Regions from separate parts of the Rattus norvegicus genome. Here region 2 is linked to region 1. The links are chromatin contacts, called in public Hi-C maps. All regions are on one chromosome and are shown on one strand. Each heading gives the region's core, a stretch centred on a gene start, on an enhancer-like site or on the middle of the called end of the contact. The rest is flanking DNA. Distances are from core to core; before and after follow the strand shown. Region 1 has its middle 60 kb from the start of Rfx8. Region 2 holds the start of Map4k4 (mitogen-activated protein kinase kinase kinase kinase 4).

What was found. Hi-C and Micro-C count contacts between places; a contact is called where the count stands out from the background.
Region 2: a contact with region 1 is called in a Hi-C map of liver, with 2.9 times the contacts expected there. The contact joins the promoter of Map4k4 here to the enhancer-like site in region 1. A contact is called at or near these places in 2 of 12 Hi-C or Micro-C datasets (liver and psoas muscle).

The regions. Positions count from the first base shown.
Region 1 is chr9:49,576,051-49,579,082 of GRCr8, reverse strand. No RefSeq gene overlaps it. Among named protein-coding and RNA genes, the nearest start is that of Rfx8, 60 kb to the right of the region's middle. Within about 2 kb of position 1,507, at least 4 of the 93 cell types and tissues checked have an H3K27ac peak or open chromatin away from gene starts, as enhancers often do. A contact at or near this core is called in liver, where this site is marked.
Region 2 is chr9:49,695,435-49,698,134 of GRCr8, reverse strand. It overlaps Map4k4 (mitogen-activated protein kinase kinase kinase kinase 4), which reads right to left and starts at 1,435. Exons shown (of 32, transcript NM_001401996.1): 1 at 1,066-1,435; 2 at 778-843. The coding sequence starts at 1,122.

The DNA.
Region 1 (3,032 bases), core at 258-2,757:
GAAGGAAGGAAGGAAAGAAGGAAGGAAGGGAGGGAGGAAGGAAGGAAGGAAGGAAGGAAGGAAGGAAGGAAGGAAGGAAGGAAGAAGCCAAAAAAGAGGGCTGGAGGGAGGGCTCAGAGAGAGAGCACCGGCTACTCATCTAAATGACCCAGGTTCGGGTCCCACCACCCACACTGCAGCCTACCACCATTGGTAACTCCAGTTCTAGAGATCCTACGCCCTCTGCTGGCCTCCATTAGGCACTGAATGCATGTGGTGCACAGACACATGCAGGCAAAATGCTCCTACACATAAAATAAAAATAAACAAGTCCTTCAAATTATTGAGTCTGTACTCAAATTTATCTTCGCATAATAAACTTGCCCAGCTGCTATCTCCTGTCAGTTCCCACAAACTGTCAGAATCATTAATTCTACTGTTGTATCTTCGCCTCAGAATAAAAAGAAAAAGGACATTTTTCTTTGCCTATTAATGCTGAAACATTTGCTTGATTCCAAAGTGTACCATGGTTAGTATGAGAAAAAAAAAACAAAGCTTTGCTTTGATACCAAATAGATACATGAATTCAATTCAATGAATTCAATCAAGGTTATGCAAACAAAAAGGAGAAAAAAGTTTAGTTGGTAGTTCTCTCAGGCTGATACTCATTTTATATTTTCCAGAGTAAAATTTTAAAATTAATTTCATGATGTTACTGATTCAGCCCTGGATTGTTGGTGCTGTACCATCAAGTCAGAGGAAGCAGGGAGGGGCCTGGGTGCACGGCCCTGGGGTAACATAGATCACAAGTGGAAAGAGTCTTTGTGTGAGGCCCCTGGGAAGCAAGCTCTGGAGCACGTGCATGGCGCAGTCAACAGAGCCATGGAAAACAAGAAAGCCCTCTGTCCTCAAAGACAGACTAAGGCACCCGGCATCCAGGAGCACCAGAAGACTTTGTGTGCTGATATTTACCATGAAATAACAGCCGGTGGTGAGGACACCTCATTGTTTGCATAGAGGGATAGAGATAACTATCAAGCACTCTGTTCCTACAGCCTAGCCTCTACCTGGGTTGAGGGTAATGTTTTTCCTGAAGGGAAACTGGTTTAGATGGTTCCAGTTTTGAAGCACACCTTGATATAAGCTACCATAAAACAAAAAAAAATTAATTAAGAAAAGTCAGAGATAGCACAAAGCCCTCTCTACTCTCTGTATGAAGGCTCTGGTTTTCTCCTGTGTCTGAAGTCAAGTCTCCATCAGTGTTTATCATCTTCCTCACTTCGGACTGCATTTCCTGCCTAGAAACAGTGTGTCAGGAGTTACTATTAAAACTGCACACAGAACTCTCAAAGCTACATGCAGGAAATAAAGCCCGGTGGGAGTGGGATGGGAGCCCGTGATGGGAGCCCGTGATGGGAGCCCAGGACCGGAACTCAAGTCTGGAGCCCAGAGGATAGGAGCCCAGGTCCAGAGCCCAGGTCCGGAGTCCAGGACTGGAGTCTGGGACCGCAGCCCAGGTCCGGAGTCCAGGACGGAAATGCCCCTTGGATCTTAGCTTCATCACTGCTTTGTCCAAGTTTCCTCTCCCCTGCTGTCCATGTCCATGCTTCCGGTCACAGCGTGTGTGACGGTGAGTAGCATCCAGAAAATGAGCCAATTCTGAGAGCTCCCATATGCTTCTTAGAGGCAGGGGATTCCTAACTTACTAAGCTCCATACGCAGCCACACATTCACGCAGACGCACATGATCACGCAATGTCCGTAGCATAGTGTTTCGGCTATGGTGGTGGTGTTGCTCATTGTTCCCGCCCAGATCTGCACTGAGACCAAAGGGGCATTAAAAAAAAAAAAAGCTTTAGCAAGGAAATATGCGAATGGGTTGAAAATTGTGGACAGGGGAAGTTCAGATGACCACACACCTGTAACTATTGAAAAGAAAGCCCACTCCCTTCGCTGACCAATAGGAACAGTGTCCTGAAGGCAAGACCTGTCCTGTCGAAAGGACTCCAATGTGTGAAAATGCAAATTCATTTGAAAGAAGAGGGCCTGAACTAAAATTGTCAGAGTGAGCTCCCTGCTCTAAAACAACAACCAAAAAACAAAACAAAACAAAAAACAAACAAACAAAAAGACCAGTTGCTCCTGATTTAGCCACAGAGGCACACATTAGTGTTACAGCCCTGGTCTGAGGGTGCTAGGATCCGTCTGGAGCTGGCAGTGGAACTAGGCCTTCCATTCATGTGGTACTGGGTTGGTAGCTATGAAAGAGGCAACACTGAGGTCATGAAACGGTGTGTCACAGTTCCAAAACATTGCTAGGTGTGGAAAAGTCAAAATGTCTAGAAGGAGGCCATGAGAGGCCAGCATCCAAAACTGTGAAGGCGAAGCTTGTATCCCAGTGGAGACCCCAGCAGGTTGGAGATGATAGAACTACAGGACATCCAACAAGAAAAGCTACATGCATGGAGTAGACCTGGCTCAAGAGAGAGGTTGTATATTGAAAAGGAGGCAGCAGAGCCCTTTGGAGCCCAGCTAATCCATCATGAGCCCCAGGTGCCTAGCATGGAGCCGCAGGATTTGGTGTTGGCCCTACTAGGGTTTGATCTTTATTTAACTGGATCAATCCTTGGGTATGTAACCATTCTGCCCTTTTGGAATGGAAATGCATGACTGGCTATTGCATGTTAGAAGCATGTGATTTAGTTTTAGGTGACAGGAGATCGCAGTTAACATGAGATCAGGATCCTGACCTTTTAAATAGTTTTGGAACTGTTGAAGACTACAGGGCTAACTGGTTTTGAAGGTTAACTGGGCTGTCATTTTGCATTATGAGCGGGCCATGAGCCTTTGGGGTCATAAAAGTGATGTGCTTGGGGGTCACATTGGGAAGGAATGGGGATGTGATAATGAATATTGATTGTCAGTTTGTCCAGATGTAGGATCACCTTGGAGGAGGTTCTGGGAATATTTCTGACGATTGGTTATCTAGATTCCATTAGCCTTGACACATCCCTGGGGGAATTATCTACTTTAAGTTAACTGAAGTGGGTGGA
Region 2 (2,700 bases), core at 186-2,685, 120 kb before region 1:
GGCCAGCTACTCAGCACGAACTCACAGCTCCCTTAGTTTCCTTTGCAGCCTGGAGAGGAGGGTACATTTAAAGAAAGAGAAGGGGTGGTGGGTGTGAAGCAGGCATCCTGTCTACACCTTAGCTCTCTCTCCTCCTAGCCATCTCAATTACACAGCTGTCACACAGGTTATTCCTGGAATTCACATTTTATAATACCCACACTGTAATTCCTTCTGCTCCTGTGGCCCAAAAGCACACTCCTCTCGGCTTCCCCAAAATACTGTCCACCAGAAGAGGGTAAGAGCAGTTCCAGGTAAAGCCAATCTCCCCAAGTTAAATCCTTTTGGCAAGCACTCCCAAGGCATGATGACAATTCTCAAGAATCCCAAGGCAGTGGTTGAGTGTAATCATAGGCAAGGCCTGTCTACACTGAATCTTAATTCACATACAAATGCAAACGCATGGAGGCCAGATTTGGAGGAAAGGGGGATGGGGGGGGGGACCCTTCGGTCGCCCTCGAACACAAAATTCCTTTTCTATTTTGCTGAAGCTAAGTGCATGCCTAACAGTGTAGCTTATTTCCTTTATCTCAAAGCCAGGAAATGAGGTCTTTTAAGGCCAGTCTGAACACAGGCGAAAAACAAAAAGAAACAAGAAACAAGAAAAGCCAGGCGAAAACCCCTTTCTCAACTTTGGCCAGGCAGCACGGCCTGCAGTCAGCAGTGTTCCGTCACCCTTTCCCTCGTCCCCTAAGAAGTTTCTCCACGCCACGGGGAACAAAGGCGCCCCACACCGACCTTATAGACTTGTCCATAGGTGCCATTTCCAACCACTTCCACCAGCTCAAAAATCCCAGCAGGGTCCTGGGGAGAGAGGAGGGGGAGGTTATCATCTCAAAAGGGGGACCCCGACCGAGGAGGACGAGCGGGCGGAGGGAGGGATGCAGGGCGGTGACAAAGGCTCGCCCCGCCGGGTCCCCGGGAGCGCCGCGGAAGCCGCCCGCCCGCTCGCCCAGCAGACAAAGGGGCCGCCGCGCCCGCGGGTGTCCGTGTCCACCGCGGCGCGCAGGGCGCGGCCGCACTCACCCGCAGGGACGACAGGTCGATGTCCACCAAGCTTTTAGCCGGAGAGTCGTTCGCCATCTTCCCCGGGTCGCCGCCCCAAGAGCAGGCGAGCGAGCGAGCGACGGGCAGGGGCTCGGCGGCGCCGGGGCTCGGGCCGCACAAGCAGGCCGCCGCCGGCGCGGCGTGTCGTCTGGTCTGAGCGGAGCGCGGCGAGCGCGGGCCACGGGGCTCACACCATGGCGCGGCGGCCCTCCCTCGGCCCCCACCCACCCCCCGGGCGTCGCCCGCCGCCTCAGGCCCCGGCGCCCCGCGCGCGCGCGCCTGCACGAGCCGCCCGGAGCTGGGGCCGGAGAGCGCGGCGAGCGAGCAAGCGAACGCGAGGCCGCGAAACAAAGATGCCGCGGGAGGCGGGGGCGGGGGCGGGGACGCGGGGCACCGACCGGCGCCGCTGAGGAGGGGCGAGCGGCTCCCCCGCCCCCTCCGCCGGGAGAGCGGGTGGAACCCGGCCCTCGCCCTCGCTCGCCCGCCCGCGTGAATATTCAGCAGGGGTGGGGCTCGAACAATGGCGGGGCGGCCGGCCCTCGGCGGATGGCAGCCGGGCCCCGGGTGGGGCCGGGAGCCCTCGGGGCCTTCCCGGAGGAGGTGCGGGGCGCGGCGGAACGCCCCAGCCTCCGCTAACAATGACTGAGAGACTACGAGCGGCTCGGCGGCCCGGTGGACACCCACTCGCGCTGCTTGCCGGAGAGAGGGTGTGCCCGGGCGCGCTGGGTCCGGCCTCTGTCCTCTCCGCCGCCTACGGCCCGTCGGTCCCGAAGACCCTGGTTTCCTTCGCCCACCCACTCCCACCACGGTGTTTTTCTTTCCTTTCTCTTTTCCAGGCTCAGTTTGTGGCGTGGTTACTGTTGAAAGATTCACCGAGCATCACTTGATCGTCCGGGCGAATCCAAAACAGTCGCTGTGATTGCTCGCTGCTGTGTCCCCGAGCGCGTGTGGCCCACGGGCGGGCGGGAGGGCGAGCCCTCTGCTCCGATCTAAACCCGGACAATATCTGGAGATCACCACGGTCACCAAACAGGCTTCTTTCAGCACGCTACAGCAAGTCAGCTAGTCAATTCAAGTACTGTCCCTCTTCGGGACCAGCCAAAAACATGTTTAGTGGCTCGATAATACCTTACAGCTGGTGTTCTCAACAGTACCCCCAGAATAGCCAGGTAGTGTTGTAAGATCGCTGTAAAACTGCTTGACTCCCACATGTGGAAGGCCTAGAATAGGCCTATTAAGTTAACAGATGAAGCTAAGCTTGGTGTTCCAGGGCGCCCCCAAGATCAAAATCCACTCTGTTTCATGGGCCTTCTAATTGTCACTACTAACGTTCTGCACCTCTTTCCCTCCCCATACACTCATACACTGTTCTGATTTAAGCAGTACACACCTTATGGCCTCGAAGTAGAAAACCCCAAATACTACAAGTGATGTACTCAAACCCTAAAGACCCTAACCTAGGGAGGAGCAGGCGTTCTCACAACTTCAGCTTATACCCAGAGTTCATGTTGGCTGCCCCCCAGACAATGTCCAGCACTCTGCTGTTTAAGCTTTTCTTCTAAGATGTTTCTTAGGTGTTTCTTCTAAGATGTTTGACACGAGACTCTATTGTAA